Regions from separate parts of the Hordeum vulgare genome. Here region 2 is linked to region 1. The links are chromatin contacts, called in public Hi-C maps. All regions are on one chromosome and are shown on one strand. The core of a region is the stretch at or near the end of the contact, and the rest is flanking DNA. Distances in the headings are between cores, read along the strand shown.

Region 1 (2,903 bases), core at 242-2,741:
TGTGTAACCGGGAAACAAAACAAAAGCAGTGTTGCCATTCTCTGTAGCATTGACTTAATGAGATAGTGCTCTATAACTAACTACATGGGTTCAATTAATTTGGTTCACAGGAGTATACAACACAACGGAGGCCAACCGTATCAATAATCACACACATAATGCTATACAGATACATTTTATTTGGCCCTTGAGTCAAATGACATCACAAGATTCTGATGAACACAAAACAAACTATAATCTTAACAAAGGTCGGATTGTGCACTTGAGTTAACAAAAAACATGCTTGCCACAAGTTTATTTTGCCCTTGGATATGACCAGATAAAATAATGATAACAGCAGAACTACAACTAGCACCGCACTTATTGTGACTAATTACCAACACATGCACGGACTAATGGAGACCAAGCCAGAATTGAGCAGAAATGTACGATGTGGAAACAAAAGCATCTCTGCAAAAGGACAAATTGGACCTTTAATTTTACAGAAGCATGCTTGCCACAAGCCCACAGGTTCAATTTTGCCCTTTTGATATATAGGAGCAGCAATCTTGAAGCCACACCAACAGGAAAACTGCAACAACCTCACTTACCGTGACTAATTACCCAACACTTGCATTTAGTTCAGGAAAGCAAAGCACCAAAGGTACACGCACAGCCGAAATCCATGGCCACATACAGTACTACTCCGAGCTTTAACATTTACTTACCCGAGCTACCACAGAGATACAACAATCAATAATAAGGGAACATACATGTACCATGTAGTTAACTTTCCATTTTGAGATCGTTCAGTTTATTAATCTTGAGGTTAAAGAAAAAGTACTGCTTAGTAGTACGTTTCGTTTCTACCCTACCGTGGTTGGACGAAGGAAGCAGAGTAAACAGAGCGCTATACTGTGCCACAATTCAACACGGTAACAGTGACGGGGAGAAAGAGCGCTCACTTGTGATCGAAGAGGTTCTTGACGGCGACGACCTCGCCGTCGGCAAGCACGCCGCGGTACACCGTGCCGTAGCCTCCTTCCCCGACCACGTTCGCGTCGCGGAACCCACCCGTGGCCGCCTCCAGCTCCTCCAGCTCGTACCACCTCCCCCAGCCCATCTCCACCCCCGGCGCCGCCCCGCCTCCGCTGATCCTCTCCAGCTTCTTCCCCACCGGCGACTCCAGGGAGCTGGCCGCCGCCGACGAGCTGGCCACGTCGGAGGAGCTGGTGCCGACCTCGGCGTACTTCTGGTGCTTGGGCGTGGAGGTCGGGAGGAGCGAGCCGGAGGAGAGCGCGTGGTCGACGCGCGAGGACTGCGGCTTGGCCCCGCCCCCGCGCCGGCGCGCCAGGTACGCGGCGATCGACGCGGCCGCGGCGACGAGGAGCAGGACGACGGCGCCCGCGAACGCTCCCTCGGCTGCGGTGGACAGGCCGAGGAATGACCTGCCGACGTCGTCGACGGAGGCCGCGGGCGGCGGGCCGGCGGCGTCCATCGCTCGCGGCGGTGGCGCTCGGTTGGTGGGCCCGCCCAGGCTTAGTTACACGGAGGGTGGCGACGTAGTGGAGGGTGGTGGTATGGGAGGGAGCGTGTCCGTCTGCGTGCGCCTGCGTTATATGGAGTTATGATGAGGGTTTTTCGCTCCGGCTAACGTTGGTGGACTCGGCGCACCGTGGACCCCCGTCCCGTCATTGATTTTTTGTTTGTTTGTTCGTTTTCGCATTGATAGCTAGAGATCGAGCCATTTAAGTTGATCGGCGACGTGTCAACGATCCGTCCAGCCCAATGCGACCTGATGCGACGGCCTCCGTCCATCACTTGTCGCATGCACTAGTCAGATTGCCAAGTGTGCGGCGTGAAGAACAGCCACAATCTGGAGATATTTTTACTGCTGCAATGCTTCTGCAGATACGTACCTCTGCATTTGTTTGTGTAGGCAGCCTCACACAATCCAGAGCAAATTTATCACCCTAGAGTAGTGCAATGCTGTTTGGGGGTGACGAGGCGCAGGTTGATGACGGTGTCAGCCGGTGGTCCGGGTCCAGGGTGCACGGACGGGGAGGGCGCTCGCCTTTGCCGTTGGACGGGGAGGCGTGTAGCTTTGTTTTGGTGTGCTCTACGTGAAACGGTCGTTGGGGTGGGGCCGGGGAGCGCCTAGATCCGGGCCCGCCTTCCAGGCGATGCCCCGTGAATGCTGTGCCTCGGTCTATTCGGGCATTTTGATTGCCATTTCTCTGAGTACGAGGCTATTTATTATAGACGTACAGAGACCCCGTATGTACGTACGTACGTACTCACAGCCACACATCTCTACGGCATACGACCGCCCGTATTCATTAACGATCTGTGTGGGCAGCTGAACCGTATTTTCCTCCGTGTACTGTACACTGCCCAACATGATCTGAAGCAAGTCAGAATACCTGCTGACGTTTGGCTGTACTGGGGTGGTGGCTCGGTAGCAACACGGATTTCAGTTCGCTTCTACAGTCGTCTTCTCAGGCGTCACGGGCTCACAGGGACACAGACCCTGGGCATATGGGACCTATTACTTTTATATCGATCAAAATATACTACTATACTCTCTTTTTTGCTGTAAAACGTACACCGCGTGTAATTTTTTCAATTCATTTTTGCGGGGTTAGGGGTAAGTATACTGTGTAATTAAACGGTGGGCTTTTCGGGAAACTTTCACAGTGACAATGACAAGCAAGTAAGTTAAGCAAGCGCATCTTTTTGGTGGATTAATTAAGATTTTACCAGCAACGTTCAGAGGTTCTTAGGTAGGTAGGCTAGGTATCGTTGCCGGGAAAGCGACGAGATGAAGAGACCAACGGATAGACAATTGGTTTGTCTTGTCTTGGAAAGCAAGCGGGTGCGCCAATGCGTTTTGGAGGACGTCCTCACATAGCCGAAAATTGGAT
Region 2 (2,903 bases), core at 211-2,710, 370 kb after region 1:
CAAGAAATGCAGTCAATGTTGTAATAACATGCCAAGTTTCATTGGTGATTATAGGTTCAACCCCATAATTTGCACTAATAAAACCATTGAACGAAACTCTGTCTCGAACAACTGCCTTAAGCATCAAATATGTAGAGTTCCATCTAACATGCATGTTTGAATTATACTTATGAGGAGTTGCACCTATGGCAATGCAATATCTCCTATAGTTTGAAATTCGTTGAGTTAAATGCGAAAGATAAGATATTGCAGAGCGTATGCATTCAACGTGTGGTTCACATAAATGTAAAGCACCTTTAGCAATAAGATTAATGATATGGCAAGCACAACGTTGATGCATTAAAAAAGATACAACATATGTGGAGAATATAGGAGTCAAGGCGTTCATTGCACTCGTGTTTGCTGAAGCATTATCCAAAGTTATTGCGAAAACTTTGTCGGCAAGAGCAAAATCATTCACAACTTTTAGTATAGCTTCAGCAATGTTTGGACCACTATGTGATACATTTATTAATTCAAATCCTACGACTCTTTTTTGTAGATGCCAATGTTCATTAACATAATGAGTTACCACACTAATATAGTCTTGCTTTGCCCGACCAATCCATATATCAGATGTTAATGACACTGAAAAAGTGTACGTAGAAAATTCATCTTTTATTTTATCTTTACCAGTCTGGTAAAGCTTTTTAAGATACCTACTTGTAGTTTGTTTAGAAACTGTTCTATGATTAGGATTATGACAAGATTGAATAAATTCTATGAAACCGCCAGATTCACCAATACCTAGTGGTAAATCATTCAAAGCAATAAAACGACATAGACCTTCTCGCGCTCGTTGAGGATCGTAAACGAAATTGCTTACCGTACCGTCGGTGTTGAACTTGAGATGAGTTTGCACGGCCTAGCTAGATGCGCTCGTTGCATCCGCCTTCTTGAGGGAATCCAAATGCCTCTTCAGGTGGCCGGTTCCTCCCTTGGCTTCTCCGGTTAGCTCCTTCTGGCACCTTTTGCACCGTGGCGACACCTTCCGCCCACCGCCCATCATAGATATTTCTTCATCGAAAAATTCCCACACCTCAGAGGTTCTACGACAAGTTCTTCTCACACCCATGCTGGTGGAGGAACCCGTCCCACTACTAGAATTGTTGTGACCATCGGGTTGGGTATCGAGAATGGCCTCGAGAGATGGATGATCGGTATAGGATGGTTGCATGGATGGAGGCATGGTAATGGGATCGGAGCTCGGGGGGAAGAGGCTAAAGTCATCAAGATCAAAATCAACTCACGGCGTGCTCGTGCCTGGGCCGACCACGATTAGCCTGTGCTGGGTCGGGCCCGTATGGTGCCTGGCCTGCGGGCTGTTGGGCCGGCGTTATAAGCACGCCGGTTTGGCCATATTTGCTTTGTTGAATTAAAAGTCACGTCATCTTCTAGTACTATAATTTCACCAATTCACCATCCCCAATCGCACCGGCACTTCCTTTTTAATATCCCCAGGGCTGTCGCGATCTGGTCGTTTCGCTCGCGTCCTCCTCATCGTCGGCGGCCATGATCCAGGCGGTGATGGTTATCAGCACTCTGGGCAAGCCCCGCCTCCTCAAGTTCTACAATTTCCAGGTCCCGAACCTTCTCCACTCGCCGCCCCTTCTTATTTTTCCTCACGCCCTTACTTCTTCAGTCTTCACCCATCCACCAACTGCTCGGCCAATTTCCCCACCCAAATCCAGAACCGCTTCATCTTTAGATCTCTATGTTCTTGATGAAATACCTTAGAGACCAAGCTCTGGACTTTGTTTTTCTCCGTTCTCCGGCTCACGGATTAATCGGTGGCTGCAGGACCCGGAGAAGCATCAGGAGCTGGTCCGCAGCGTCTTCCAGTGTATGTGTACACACGATTCGCTTTCCTTCGCAAGATGATGTGGTTGAGTTACGGACCCTCTTCTTGCAGCGTTGTCTGCGAGGCCGGAGGGTGTGAGCAATTTCGTCGAGGCCGATGCAATCTTTGGACCGGTACTGAACCTTGTCCAGCTATCCTAGGCCAAACCGGTAGTACTATATCTAATGCAAAGGACGGAATGGTAGGCAATACGGCAATGAACCAGGAAATTTGAAATGTTTGTCAATCTGTATGTAAACAGACTAAACTCTTAACTAGGTATGCAAATGCTCAGAAATCTTTTTGAAGGAGAGTGGCGAACAGCTATTTAGCGTGTGTTGCTGCGAACATTTGACTAATTGTAAAACTAAATCTGCACCGAAGTTAAATTTGTGACAGAAACAACTGAACTATTGGAGTGACCTTTTTCCATCTTACTACCTACAATAAGCTGTAAGGGATAAAAACGTTTGATTTTCTTTTTTACGCTTTCCAGGGAACGAAACTGGTCTACAAGCATTTGGCAACACTATACTTCATCTTTGTCTTTGATAGCTCGGAGAATGAGCTTGCCATGCTCGACCTCGTACAAGGTAACTTAACTCCTTCTCCACGGAATTGTTTCTTCCATCACTATAATTGATAGCTGTGTGCAATGGACAAATGAGGCTGCATAGATTTGCATGAGGAACTAATTATGGTCAGTGTGTTATCATGCTTCACATTATTTGTAATGTTTCAGTACAGAGTCTACTTCCTCCGGTGGCTGTTTATCTCATTACTGTGGTTCTTTCAGTTCATTATCCATACACTGCTTGTTTACATTTTTGTATTCCGTATTTCCAGTGCAAATTCTTATTGTTGTTAAACACTTATGCATACCACTGCACTACTATCGTTTCTAAAAAGATGTCACTGCACTACCACAAACATGCATTCCTTTTTTACATCTACTGCTTGGTGAATTGTTCATCTTCTTTCTCCTCCGTTTCTCACTTTAAGATTATTCTGTTACCTCTTTGAA

Evidence for each region. Hi-C and Micro-C count contacts between places; a contact is called where the count stands out from the background.
Region 2: a Hi-C map of seedling shows a contact between it and region 1, with 4 times the contacts expected there. The contact joins the promoter of LOC123449236 here to the promoter of LOC123449235 in region 1. A contact is called at or near these places in 1 of 6 Hi-C or Micro-C datasets (seedling) and 1 of 1 datasets of contacts at active chromatin or transcription factors (embryo).

Annotation. Positions count from the first base shown.
Region 1 is chr4H:517,710,312-517,713,214 of MorexV3_pseudomolecules_assembly, forward strand. It overlaps LOC123449235 (probable receptor-like serine/threonine-protein kinase At4g34500), which reads right to left and starts at 1,492. Exons shown (of 6, transcript XM_045126377.1): 1 at 945-1,492. The coding sequence starts at 1,477.
Region 2 is chr4H:518,085,340-518,088,242 of MorexV3_pseudomolecules_assembly, forward strand. It overlaps LOC123449236 (AP-3 complex subunit sigma), which reads left to right and starts at 1,461. Exons shown (of 7, transcript XM_045126378.1): 1 at 1,461-1,620; 2 at 1,840-1,882; 3 at 1,952-2,013; 4 at 2,376-2,472. The coding sequence starts at 1,552.